Linked DNA regions of Mus musculus: all the other regions are linked to region 1. A link is a contact called in public ChIA-PET, Micro-C and promoter capture Hi-C data. All regions are on one chromosome and are shown on one strand. The core of a region is the stretch at or near the end of the contact, and the rest is flanking DNA. Distances in the headings are between cores, read along the strand shown.

Region 1 (2,561 bases), core at 38-2,537:
AGATAATAGGATCACCCAAGCTATTCATTTAAGAAGGAAATTTTCACACGGGTGGCTTAATTCAAGAGCTGTAAGAAGAGTAAAACCTAGTGTGGTTTACCTCAGTAGACTGCCCTTATGAGCCTTGCATAAGCTGTGTTCAGGATGACTAAGGTATCTCACAAGTTTAATGAGAGTTGTCTAGTAGTTATATTAACATAGATACATTAAGGTCTTTCTTACATTTCCTTAGTGTTTTGTGATTTAAAATGTTCTTTTCTATGGCTATTACTATTTCCTTGCAACGTGCACAAACATTAGCCACTTTTACAGAAAATAAGATCCTTTGGCTAAACTCACATTCACATTTAGAAATGACTACTTGCGGGCTACAAAGATGGCGCTGACGTTAAGGCTCAAAACTAAAAAGACTAGAAATGTCCATTTTCAGGTTAAAAACACGACCTTCATGTTTTTAATGAATTAAAATATAAATCGAGCGAGAGCATTGCTGTATCGGCGCTACGTTTCATCCTTCTCAAAGTATTCGCAGTATTCTGAGGACGGTATCCGTGAACTTAACCACAGTTCAGGAAGACGCACAATCTGTGAAAACGCCTTAAGATCGCAAATAGCAACTACATCAATACAGAAAACATTTGAAAACGATCGATCATATAAGCCACAGATTTATTTTTAACCTGGGTAAATCACAAAACCTCAACACTTTAGCGTCAAGCCAAATAAAATAAAACCAACTTAAGTTCTCAACCTTTTTTTTTTTTTTTTTTTAATTGCTTGTTTAAGCTGGACAGTGGTGGCGGCGCACGCCTTTAATCTCTGCACTTGGGAGGCAGAAGCAGGAGGATTTCTGAGTTCGAGGCCAGCCTGGTCTACAGAGTGAGTTCCAGGACAGCCAGGGCTACATAGAGAAACCCTGTCTCGAAAAAAAGAAAAGAAACGAAAAAGTTGCTTGCTTAAAACCTCCAAGTAAGGAGCACCAAGCTTCTGGAAGCAGGTACCGCCCCTAAACGTTAAGGCTGGCGCGCTCCCTTAGCTCCGGCTGAAATCTCCGCCCTCAGGCAGGAGACTCCGCCCAGCTCCGCCGAGACCCGCCCTTCTGCCTGGAGACATCGTTCGTCCCCGCCCAAACCCCGCCCCAGTCCCGCCCAGCGGCTGCCGAAGTCCCGCTCTCCTCCAAGAGGCTCCGCGCAACTCCGCCTAGCTTCCGCCCTCCACCGCTAGACTCCGCCCCTCGACCCCTGCGCGGCGGGTTGCCAATACGCATGTGCGGTTAGCGTCACGTCCGGCGACGGGCCCCAATCTCCGGAAAGAGCTGCCGAATAGTGGCGGCGTTTTCTGCGGCGATTATTTGAGTTCCTTCGCTGCTGGAGGGGTAGACTAAACGGCGGCGACATGGTGGAGGTAAAGTGATGCTTGGGTACTTGGGAGTCGTTTGTCCCTGGAGCTTTGCTTTGCCCACGGAAGTGTAGGATGAAAGTGGTGGGAATCTGGGGAAAGGAACTGTAGTCAAAGCTGGTGGTCTCGGCACGTCGGGGTGGGAGGAAGGCCGATGACATCCCAAGTCCGAGCTTCAGTCGGCGGGAAGCCTGAGGGAATCCTGCAGTCCGTGTGTTGTCGTAGGTACCTGGCCGTCTCCTGGGAGGCGGGGCTTCTGATGTTCCCACCGTGGCTGGGATGCTAGTCCGTGCTGTCTTGTCAGTTCCACTGTTATTTCATCTCTACCGCAGTAGAGGCGTGCGGTTCTTGATTTTGTTTGTTTGTTTGTTCTTGCGTATCCCAAACGTTTCTTACTCCCACCCACTGCGTTCCAGGTCCACTGCAGTCCTCCGAGTCTAGCCTAACATCTTTTGCCCGGACTCATTCAATAACTTCCAGCTGGTCTAAGTGCTTAGGATTAACGAACACATTGCAGGAGTGTAGTTCAGTGCTGCTTTCTGTTCCAGTGTTATAGAGTAAAAATGTTGGTGGTGGCAGAGGTCTAAACCTCACCGACCCTGGAAACCCACACTTCCGCAGCATTCACAACTGCTGCGGTTCTGAGTTATCTGGACACCTTTGCAGTGGGATTTCCCACACTTTCACTGCTTGTACCTCTATTCCGTGTAAGGCTGTCTCCCTCTCTGCTTATCACCTGAGAGAAACCTTTCTTGATTATATCTACCAATTCTCCCCCCACCAACTCATCCCATTGCCTATTTTCATAGAACCCTCCAAAAATGTGGAATTATTTTGCTTATTTTTGTCTGTTGCCTCTTGAGTACACTGCATGCCGCATACAGTACTAGCTCGGTAAATATCTACTGAACACATTGTAGGCATTACTCAGTTACTTTTCTAAGAGCTCTGGCCAGACAGGAGCTTTCTCATCTTCGTTGTTGATTGCTGTAGTTTGTTACAGTTATTGAGGAGTGTATATCCTTCTCCATATTTAGCGTGGAAATTGCATAATGACTCTCATGTCGATTAGGGTGTATGGGTCTCTTGTTAGATGTGTGATTTTTGGCTGTCTCTTTACAGGAGGTACAGAAGCATTCTGTACACACACTGGTGTTCAGGTC
Region 2 (2,561 bases), core at 30-2,529, 980 kb after region 1:
TACCACTCACTAACATTTATGAAATCAATATTCCCATTGTGTTCAACCCTCCAGCCACTTGCCATCCACACCACACCCGCCTGCTTAGAGACAGCCGTGGAGACCCAGAAGCGAGTCCTCCGCCCACCCTGGCCCACTAACGAGCCAAGGAAGTCGCCACTAGCCAGGCGCAAGGCTGTGAGACACACAACCCTGCTGAGGTGGCCTGGACACCCACCTTCTGAACTTGGGGCGGCCCTGACTCACACCCTGTCACATGGCGCGGGAGCCAGGCTGAAGAGCCACCGTTGCCAGGTGTTCAGGCTCGGCACGACCGTTTATTTGCCTTGCAAAGTGACCCGAGCGCTCCTGTGCCATTGGGGGGAAGGCCGGCAACCTCCAGGCCTCTCCTCCCTCACACGCCCACACCCGCCCTGTCACCGGTCCTCCTCACCTGAGTGGGCAGCAGGAGTTCCCCTTCTTCTGCCTGCCACAGCTCCACCACGTTCGGCAAGGGCTCAAACGCTGCACGGACACCAAAAAAACACACCGCGTTTGTAATGCACGGCAAAGAAACGCTTCCTGTTTCCTCGCCCGTCCCCTCGTGCCAACCGCCTGCCCCCAAACAAGTCTCCTTCTCCCCTCGCAGGGCAGGCCACCCGAGGGGTGAGCCGAGGATGCAAATACAATGCCCAGCCGGACCCCGGGGTCCAGAAGATGAGGGCGTGCGGGCTTGGTCAAGACCAGGGCATGAGGCCGCCGCACCAAGCACGGCGCGACCCCCAAGCCACCGGGCTGGGGGAAACAAAGCTGCAGGAAGCCGGGCGCGGCGAGGCACCCGCGCGCCACACAAAGCGGGGGATGCGCCCGGGGCGCAGGGGCCCGCGCACAAAGGCTCCGGGGCGTGCGCGGCTAGCGGTCCCTGAGCCCCACGCTGCCCGCTCCTGGCCCGGCCTAGAGTCGCCGAGGGGACGCTGCGGTCGCAGGGCTGCAGCAGCCCGTCTTCCCCAGCCGCCCGAGTCCCCTTCCTCCGCGAACCCTCACAGATTTCAACAGTTCCCTAAAAGAAAGGGGGGGCGGGGCGGCGGGGACAGCCAGCCCCGACGACGGGCTGACCTTGTCCCTGAGCCCCTCCCGGACGGCAGCAGGACAGCAGGACCTGGAAGACGCCCAGCAGAAGGTTCACGGCAGCGGCCGTGCGGCGGTAGGCGCCGGACTGCGGGCGCCGGAGCCCCGCCATGCTGGTGCTCGCCGCGCTCGCTCGCAGCGATCTTGTTCTCTTGTTTGGTGGCGCCGCGGCCGCCAGGCCGCGCCCCGGGCCCGCCCCCGCGCCCTGGCCCCGCCCCGCCTCCGGGCCCGCCCCCCGCTGTTGGGCCCGCCCCCGCAGCTGTTGGACTGCTGCTCAGCGCCGGCGCGCCGCTTGCTCCCGAGCGCGTGTGCTCCGCAGATAGAAGGGGATGGAACGCGGCGGGGAGCGGAGGGACGAAGACAATGCGAACGCTCACAGCGCGCAGCACGTGCCCGAGGGCCCCCAGAAGCTTGACTCTGGGGGCTGGGGCTCGCGGCCCACGGGGAGAGGGTGTTGTCGTGAACTTTCATGAGGTTCTCTTTGTCGATGACACCCGGGCCACGGTGGGGGCACTAACCCCCCGGGGGGAGGGGTCCTGGGAATGAATCGTAGCCCAGCGCTTGGCCTTGAACAGGATATTAGTGGAAATATTGCTGTGGTTGTCAGGAAACGCGAGTGCAGCCGCACAGCTACTGCCTGTTATGCAGCGAGGATATCCGGTGGCTGCGAGGTCTGTAATTTAGAATAAAAAGCTCTCCCAACACCCGAGAGGCTGACCTCAGCGCCGCGTGGCGGTAATGCGCTCAGCGCCCTCTGTGGAGACGGTCCAAATCCTGACAGGTGGGAGAGCTTAGGTTAGACCTTCAAGAGCCCTGCAGATGGACCTGCAGAATCAGACTGCAAAAGTGAGCCAGCCACTTGCTAAACGTAGTTGAAGTGGAGGGCACAGATCGCCTGCCAGTTAACAATATTAATAAGTAGTGTAAGTCATACTTGGAAATTTATTTTCTGCCTCTGTTTTTTTTTTTTTTAAGTTGATTTGCTGTGTGCAGCAAACGTAGCTCGTATGAAACTCAGAGACTGTGAGCTTCAGGAAGTGATGGTGTACACCTGTCTGCTTACATTGATCTTCTGTTTAATTGCTTCTGGAGCCTTCCAGTCTAGACTATGGGAAAAAATGTAGTCTCATAGCAGGTCAGATGTTGGTCAAGGACAATATGAATGATGGATGCTCTCTTCATAATACCATACTGTGAACCTAATCTCTTTGTCTGGATGTAACTCTAAATGAGGTTAAACCACCTGATTTCTTTGCCATACTTAACACTTGATAAAAGCAAATGTCCACATGGAAATGTCATTTTGCTTTGTCCAACTTGAGCAGCTCCAATTATTTCTTACTCCCCCCCCCCCCAGATTGCTTGGGTGCATCCCTGGCAAGGATGTCCTGTCCTATCCCATTGGACCCTTTTTTTCCTCTTCATTTCACTTCTCTGGGTTTCTATTTGCCCCT
Region 3 (2,561 bases), core at 31-2,530, 840 kb after region 1:
ACAGCCTTCAGAAGGCGGCCACTACTCTTGTATATGAATCCCATCAGTCTGCCTGACCTGCACTCTGTGCTGAAGCGAGCAGAGCACAGGAAGAGAGAGCAGTGCAGGGGAACAGGAAGGGCGACACTCACTGGAGAGTTGACGAGACTGGCATGGCCCCAGGCAGCGGGCATGCTGGCCGGAGTGTTCCAGGTAGAGGGGGTGCTGTGGCCAATGAAGTCCGTCTGAACTTTCGAGGAGCAGGGGAAGCCATTGGTATAATTCATGTTTTCTGTGAGGGATGGGAGAAAAACTGTTGGTGAGGTGCTGAATTCTCAGTGGAGGATAAAGGCGGCCCTAACCCTGAGTGCAATCTGCATGCTAAGACAGAGCGCCCGGCAGGGCTGCATGTCTGTGCTCACTCATTACATGGGGATACTTCTAACACAGAGGTTAGAGTATTTCTAAAGAAGTGGACAGTGCCAAACTTCTTCCCTCCCCTCAAACCCAACAACATTCAGGGCCAGGTGCGGATGGAACCCTCGGGGCTCAGGCATTCTTGGATACACCTCCCAGCTACGTGCTCTCGATTTTGTTAATTACCAGCCCTCCTCACCCTCATCAACCTGCATATAGATCACATGGCCCCATAAAGCACTTACAAGTACTAAAGCTTTAATCCTAGGGGGACAGCTGCTGTAGCTCCCTCTTGTGGTTAGCTGGCTATAACGCAGTGTCAGAATCAACACCGGACACGTGGCTGGGAAGGGCAGTGCCAGCCAAGAGAAATGCTGGCCCAGCTGTATCCTGCAGTTTCCAGATACTCGGGGAATTCCCCAGCTCTTAATACTTATTGTAACACACGTGTTTTGATGGAGCACCTGTATGTGCCCACTATTCCTGCCCCAAGCTTGGTTCCCTCCTTCAGGGTTCCCCAGACCCAGGGGTAAAGTCGGGACGCGCTGAAGAATGAGTCTATCCCATAGGAGAGTCTCCTGCTGAGAAGTTGTGGCCCTGTTCTCCAATAAAACAGCTGCCCTGTTCAGGCTATAGAGCCATAAGTGACTCAGTTCAACCTAATTTACAGGACGCAGTGGGATGAGGTTACACACAGAAGACCCCAGACACCAGAGCAAGGGCTGCCGGGAGGGTCCATTTGAAATTGCCTCTTCCCATGTGCACAAGTGGATCCAAGTAGCAGCCCCCTCAAGGATCATCCAGGCTGCACACTGTTAGGTGCACAGGCACCTTGCTTGACTTCTGAGAATGCAAGAGTGCATTGGCAATGACCGAGTGCCTTACCTTCTGGGAAGGCATTGTAATCGTTCAGTTCCAGAGGGCAGTACACACTGGGAAATTGGCCTTCGCAGGATGCACTCCAATCAATGAAACTGCTACAAAAAAACAAACAAAAATCAAGGACTAGCTTCAAGTACAGCACGCCAAGAAAGGAGTAAAGACAGAGGAATGGCTCTACTGCCCTGCATCCTCATCTGCAAGTCTCCAGGATAGGGACATAAGCAGTGTGTTCTGTCAAGTCAGAGCCAGAGGCTTAGCTTCTTGCCAAGGACATTGTACCTGCAGGACAGTTGGCTGGGTCAAGGGCACGCTGCCTTCCAAACCGCATCTGTTAGCTAGACACGGAATCTGGCGCAGCTGTATTAGCACCATGGGAAGACAAGGGGACCCTCAGTGCCCCAGTATACACCTGAAGAGCTCTGTCATGCTGCTCCTGCTAATCAAATGTCCAGCTGTCCCCAGATTACAAGCAGCATCCAGCTTGGAAAGGTCAGCACTGTAACCTGTCTGGTACTGCGGTCACTGCAGGCTGCGGTGCATTACAGGAATAAATAAGGTGGGGATACTGTTACAATGAGCCGTCAAGTGGGTCCTGTGACATCAGACACTGACATTTGCCAGGTCCCCTCACTGAGTAACAATAGTATGGCAGACTGAAGCAACCGCTATTGTGTAACAATTTGCTGATATCAGATTTCTGATCCGTTTCAGTTTGTAAGTGTGTTCAAGAATAAGCCACAGGAAAATAAAGATCTGCCCGGGAGAAGGTAATAGGAGCACTTCAGATTTGTTCCACGTATGAAATCATGCTTTCAACCTATAGGGGAACGCCAGGTGGGGCTACCAGCTGTACTGCTCTGACTTCATGTTCCTCACAGCGGCTGCTGTTGGACAGCACAGTGTAACTCCAGAAGGCAGAAAACACAAAGCTCCCAGGCATAGTCCGAGTATCTGGGATTGCCCTGAGCTCCAGCTCCGGCTCTAGTTGCCAAGCGGAGCTGTATAAGAGCAGTGGGGCCTACCTGTCAGGGATGGAGGTGGGCTCCTGAGACACCCCTGGGGCACCGTTCTCCACTGGGCAGTTGAAGCTGCTGGTCAGACACACTGGCTGGGAAGGCCACAGGCCTCCGGGTGGATACAGACCTGAGGGTTCAAGGAGGAAGGTTTAAGAGCAGAACACAGCATGGCAGAGTCCACACGGCAATTCTTTTTTTGTTTGTTTGGTTTTTTTTGTTTGTTTTTTCGAGACAGGGTTTCTCTGTATAGCCCTGGCTGGCCTTGAA
Region 4 (2,561 bases), core at 25-2,524, 790 kb after region 1:
TCCCTTAAGCTTCACTTCTTTAAATGGGAGGGTGATTTTTCATTGGGCACTTATCCCGTTAAATGTTAACTTATAAATTTAGAACAAACAAACAAACAAAAACTTGGTAGCTTAGAAACTTCCAAAACATACTGTCAATGCCTGGCAGTTTTTGTATTCACTAATTAAAGGTTTAAGGTGCAAGTGTTCTTTGCTTAGAACAGAAAAACAAAACAAAACAAAACAAAAACAAAACAAACAAAAAAACAAAAAAACAACAAAAAACTTCGAGTGTAGTGAAATAAGATATTTTCCAGTACTCATAATATTTCCCTTTTGGGGAGGAAAAGGGTCTCTCCGTCTGAGTCCAGCCACCTTACCTACCATTTGCTCTTTGCTGAAGAACTTTCTGTCAGATCAAAAGCCTCCAGGCAATCTGAGCGTTTTACACCCGAAATAATATTTCTCCTTTTTGAAACTAGAAAAGCCTTTTCCTGACATCTAAGATGTAAACACAAGGTTCTCGTTTATAGGACTGAAGAAGTCATAAGATACTTATTAAAAGACTCCACTCACGCTTTGTCTGAGGTTTCGGTAAGTTGTTTTCTGACCGGTGATGCAATTCGGATGCTCCAGAGATGAACGAAAAGCAGAGAAGTGAAGCCCCTACACTCAGAAACAAGATCCTGGTCAGAAGGAAACAGTCCGCACCTCCTTGAACGACATCTTTTCCACTTCTAGGTCGCAGAGACTGCCGTCCAACCTTCACCATCAGAAACTATGATTGCGGACACATCTCCTGCCAGTGACCGCCTGCCCGGAGCCTGGGGACAAGAGAGGGGTGGACTGGATGTAAGTTGGGACAGCGTCACCGTTCACCCTAGCTTCCCAGGGTTCAGAGACACTACAGACACTCCCTTCTGTGACCCCAGGGCCAGAAAGGCTGTAAAGACGCAGATCACACAGCCGCGGGCTCTGGGACAGTGGCTGCAGCTCTCCGGTGGCCCCCTCTTCCCTGGGTGTCCCTCTTCCTGCAGGGATCACAGCAGGAAACAAACATCTGGCCCCAAAGCTGATCCGCCCGGCTGGGGGCGCAGGTGCTTCACTTTGGAAACCAGGTCCCCGCACAGCACAGCGGCCGCCCCGGTCGATTCGACCCTGTCCGGGGAGGGGTGCAGCAACCCGGCAGCAGGACCGATCCACCTACCTAGGAGTCCTCCAGCCGCCGCTCCCCGTGCCCACTAGCCATCTGGGCACCAGCCTAGGAAGACTGAAGACCTGGAAGTGAGGGAAGGGGATGTCCCCAGGTCAGGGCCCCGAACTTCCCGGTCGCCAGCACCGCCCCCGGTGCGGCAAGCGCCGCCCACAGGGGTCTGCAAGGGGAACGGAGCCTGGCATCAGAGCTGGCAGGAGCCACAGGGCAGGCAAAACAGAACTGAAAGTCCAGAGGCTCCGTGTGGGAATTCCCCAGGTGTCCTAAAGAGAAAGCTGCCTCCCAGCTCGCCTTTTGGCTGAGTTGAGCTGCTGCAAGGATTCTGGAAGGAAGAGGATATTCTGAAGAGACGCACTCTCTTTGGTTATTGGAATGCTCCAGCTAGGAAACGTTAAAAAATTACAGCCCTGTGCCAGTCACAGGGAGTTTTTATCAGTTCACCATGAGGAAAACACTGGAGGCCTGGACAATGATGGCTGAATGACTCGGGGGGATAGCACACCTTGACCAAAACTGCCTACTTATGGATTCTTTCTGTATTATCTAAATCTAAACCTGTGGTGACAGGATGCTGAACTTAGGATGGGGGCGTCGTACACCCTCATTATTTAGTTGTCTTCCTGATGTGGCTACACTGAATAGCTACTTTTCTGCTGTCTACTGATAATCATTTAAATACCCTATCGAGGCCCAAAAGGATAGGCTAGACAGCCAGGGCTGCCAAGACCCAGGTCCTAACTCTAACTACTCTAATCTCAGAATCTCACTTCTCCCTCAAACACATCTTTTGAACTCTTTTGCTATCTCTCCATCCTCAGAGGTTGCAACTTGGGCTCAGGAATATTTTCTCTTTCTCCTCCTTTTCAACACTTTGTCCCCCTGCCCTTATGTCTCTGGGATCCATTTCTGCTCAGCATCTGATAACAGAGTCTACCAGCCTCCATGCAGACCTGAATGGCAGCATTGTGCTTGGGATATGAATGGATAAGGATGGCACAGATATGTTTCTCTTTCCTTGGCCCCCAGAACAGCCCCCCTTCTAAGCATGGGGAAGATTCGGGGCCCCCACTTCTATCTATGGCTTTGAAGCTAAGTACTTCCCTTTCTCTATCCCATAGCTGCATCGCAGAGTGATTCTGAAAACAGCGTAGATTGGTTTGCTTCATGGTGGAGATGTGGCTCCATATTCCAGTTGTAAGGGGAAACCCCCTACTTTAAAACAAGTTAATCACCTGCCTCGGGTGCCTGTGATCCCATTTGACCTCGGCAAGGCGAGATTGGATGCAGAGCAAGCAACCTTACCCCCATTTTCACAAGAAAATGTCCTGTGAATCAGAAATAGCAGCTGAGATTTGAAGTCAGAATTTTT
Region 5 (2,561 bases), core at 25-2,524, 730 kb after region 1:
GGCATGCACACTGATCCTCACAAGTGGTCCTTGAACCTGCGTCTGTCCCTATCCTCTGCTAGGAAGTAAGTTTCCTGATTGCAGAGATGTGACCATCTAGCTGGTCATTTGATCTACGGTAGTAACATCTTGTGGGTGATGACGTAAAGGCACATCCTATAGGCTGGATGATTGACTGGGTGTTTCTTCATTGTATGCTTGAGTAAATCTACACTTGATGTTAGGAGAGAGGTGCCCTCTGAAGGTAGAGGGCAAAGGTACGTTGTGAGTGGTCTCCCAAGAGACCCTACAGGTCCTGGAGCACCACCCTGAGGACCATAAAGTTCTGCATACTCTTCCCTGCGGGACTTCTCAGCTTTGTTATCTTTGAAAGTACTGAAGGTGGAGGAACAGTGGACCCGGGAAACAAGAAAGCTCCAAGCTCATCGTGTGGGCTGCCAACCAGACTCTGTTCTCCTAATGGACCCCCTCTACCAGAGAGCTAAAAAGGAAACCTCTTTCTGCCTCCCCCTCCTTCCTTCTGTCTATCAACCCCTTCCCTCAGCTTCTTCCAGTCTTCTGCTCATCTCCTCTTCCTTCCTCCTCTTCCCTTCCTTTCTTCTGTGCTCTCCTCCTCTCTTCCTACCTTTTTTCCCTCCTCCTCTCCTACTCTTCTACCTTGCTGTCCCTGTCCTCCTCTTACTCTTTCCTCCTCTCCTTCCTCTTCCTCTCTTCCCTCCTCCGCCCTTCTTCCTTTCTCATGCCCTCTGGTCGCCCTCCTCCCTTGCCTTATCCTCAGCACACCGTTCTCCCTCTCCCTTTACTCTTCCTTTACCCTCCCTCTTCCCCACCACTGCCCCCTTGCCCACTCCGATCCATTGGTTCTGAACTCCCCACCCCTCTTCCTACCTGTTCCGGACCCTCCTCCAGCCCAGTCACCTCTGGTTCCAGCAGAGAGTACAGGGCGTGGTGGGACGCAGGACCTTTCATCATGTAGGAGGACCCGCAGAACGTGCCCATGCCACACTGAGGAGTCCCTCACTACGCTAGGGAGGTGCGCAGTGCATGGTGACCTGGGCTCCGGAGGAGGTACCACTGCAGCCACAGCCAGGCCACCCGCCCGGCCACTGTCAGCTCGGCTCCAACGCGGACTCTGCTACACTCTCCCGGCGGGGATCCGACGCGGCGACGATCATGGCGGAGCTCAAAGCGGCGGCCGTGCTGGAGGTAGCCCCGCAGCTCGAGCAGGTACCCGCGGGGTGAGAGCCAGGGACCCCGCACGAGTCCTGAGGATGTGGCCCCGCAAGCGCGAGACGCGGTCTGTTCTCCAAGACTCCGCCCACAGGGATGTAAGCCGGCCCCGGACGGAGGCAGGGTCTCCGGACCTTCTGGGAAATGGCCCCTTTCTCGTTCCTCCTTCTCTCCGGGCTTTCTTCCTTCTCTTCATCCTCTCTCCCAGGCTGTTCCCTATCTGTTCCCACCAGTTCCCACTGGCTCAGGGTAAAAGAGAGGCGAGGCACTGTACTTCCACCTTCTCCTTCCGCCTTGAGGTAATCAATCTAAGAGTGCTCTGAGTCACTAGATGTCACCTTAAAGGGTTACTTGCTGGGCTCTGCCCCAAGGTTCGGATTCAAACCTATGTGGTGGGGCCTACCTCCAGGGAGTTGATGATGCTGATACTTGAAGTTTCTCCGGGCTAGTTCTTGCCTCCTATTGGTGGGAACTGAAAATTCAGTCTAATCTTTGTGTTTGCTCATGGGACAGTTCTTCTGCGCTGGCCCACACTAGAACTATATGTACAGGCGAGATATTGAAACTATCAGAGACTGGCTTTTCTTCTGGAGCCTGAATCCTTAAAATAAGGACAAAAGTATCCCACTGAAAGTGGAAGACTGGCCACAAAAGACTGCTCCTGATGTAAGGAAAAGAGCAGGAGAAGCTGGGAGCGTGGCAGGAGGGTGTTCCTTTGAGCTGGTCTTAGAGAACTGATTGCTGCTTTCAGTTAGACTTCACAGAGCTGGGGACATAAAGAAAGACTGGAGTAGCTACTGATAAGGTTGTTTGTTTGTTTGTTTGTTTGTTTATTTTTCTCGAGACAGGGTTTCTCTGTATAGTCCTAGCTGTCCTGGAACTCACTCTGTAGACCAGACTGGCCTCGAACTCAGAAATCTGCCTATCTCTGCCTCCCAAGTGCTGGGATTAAAACCAATGCCCGGCCTGACAAGGTTATATATGATAATTCCCCACAGCTCTAAACCTCAGCCTGTTCTCTTTCCCCCTAATCACCTTTAGCATGTCTGGTTGTGCATTGTCTGAGAACCTCCATCAGCATCAAAGGTTCAAAAGAGCTGGCTCCTGGTCATATTTGTTGGCTGCTGGCTTCCTAGTATCCAGAACTGAGTCTAGCAAATGGCAAGTCCTCAGTATAGACTTGTTAGGTGAATAATTCACTGACCAAATGAAAAATAGGCTCAAACAGCATGACCTAGGGCCTCAGCTCCCAGTCCTCCTTCTCAGGCAAACACCAACCACCGGCCCTGTAGTCTAGTGAGCCAATTTAAATACCTTTTGTACATGTGAAA

The links. Promoter capture Hi-C pulls out the DNA fragments that hold promoters and counts their contacts. Hi-C and Micro-C count contacts between places; a contact is called where the count stands out from the background. ChIA-PET counts read pairs in DNA pulled down with a chosen protein or histone mark.
Region 2: a contact with region 1 is called in a Micro-C map of embryonic stem cells, with 9 times the contacts expected there. The contact joins the promoter of Tmem131l here to the promoter of Plrg1 in region 1. A contact is called at or near these places in 5 of 39 promoter capture datasets (the 3T3-L1 cell line, 3T3-L1-derived adipocytes, cranial neural crest and 2 more), 1 of 484 Hi-C or Micro-C datasets (embryonic stem cells) and 1 of 9 other capture datasets (adipose tissue).
Region 3: a contact with region 1 is called in a promoter capture Hi-C map of liver, with 2.4 times the contacts expected there. The contact joins the enhancer-like site here to the promoter of Plrg1 in region 1. A contact is called at or near these places in 7 of 39 promoter capture datasets (the 3T3-L1 cell line, the C10 cell line, cranial neural crest and 4 more).
Region 4: a promoter capture Hi-C map of 3T3-L1-derived adipocytes shows a contact between it and region 1, with 4 times the contacts expected there. The contact joins the promoter of Tlr2 here to the promoter of Plrg1 in region 1. A contact is called at or near these places in 10 of 39 promoter capture datasets (the 3T3-L1 cell line, 3T3-L1-derived adipocytes, the C10 cell line and 7 more).
Region 5: an RNA polymerase II ChIA-PET map of memory CD8 T cells shows a contact between it and region 1, with 12 read pairs. The contact joins the enhancer-like site here to the promoter of Plrg1 in region 1. A contact is called at or near these places in 4 of 39 promoter capture datasets (the 3T3-L1 cell line, the C10 cell line, cranial neural crest and 1 more) and 4 of 115 datasets of contacts at active chromatin or transcription factors (the 230-238 cell line, embryonic stem cells and memory CD8 T cells).

The regions. Positions count from the first base shown.
Region 1 is chr3:83,054,251-83,056,811 of GRCm38.p6, forward strand. Plrg1 (pleiotropic regulator 1) reads left to right here and starts at 1,288. Exons shown (of 15, transcript NM_016784.3): 1 at 1,288-1,404; 2 at 2,521-2,561. The coding sequence starts at 1,396.
Region 2 is chr3:84,038,882-84,041,442 of GRCm38.p6, forward strand. Tmem131l (transmembrane 131 like) reads right to left here and starts at 1,280. Exons shown (of 35, transcript NM_172681.4): 1 at 1,096-1,280; 2 at 434-504. The coding sequence starts at 1,219. It overlaps Gm30352 (a long non-coding RNA gene), which reads left to right and starts at 1,340. Exons shown (of 4, transcript XR_867387.3): 1 at 1,340-2,030.
Region 3 is chr3:83,899,046-83,901,606 of GRCm38.p6, forward strand. Tmem131l (transmembrane 131 like) reads right to left here. Exons shown (of 35, transcript NM_172681.4): 32 at 2,301-2,421; 33 at 1,282-1,373; 34 at 132-271. Among named protein-coding and RNA genes, the nearest start is that of Tlr2, 59 kb to the left of the region's middle. Within about 2 kb of position 1,281, at least 28 of the 459 cell types and tissues checked have an H3K27ac peak or open chromatin away from gene starts, as enhancers often do. A contact at or near this core is called in liver, where this site is marked.
Region 4 is chr3:83,840,334-83,842,894 of GRCm38.p6, forward strand. It overlaps Tlr2 (toll-like receptor 2), which reads right to left and starts at 1,275. Exons shown (of 3, transcript NM_011905.3): 1 at 1,187-1,275; 2 at 556-803.
Region 5 is chr3:83,788,682-83,791,242 of GRCm38.p6, forward strand. It overlaps the pseudogene Gm7115. Among named protein-coding and RNA genes, the nearest start is that of Sfrp2, 24 kb to the left of the region's middle. Within about 2 kb of position 1,275, at least 133 of the 459 cell types and tissues checked have an H3K27ac peak or open chromatin away from gene starts, as enhancers often do. A contact at or near this core is called in embryonic stem cells and memory CD8 T cells, where this site is marked.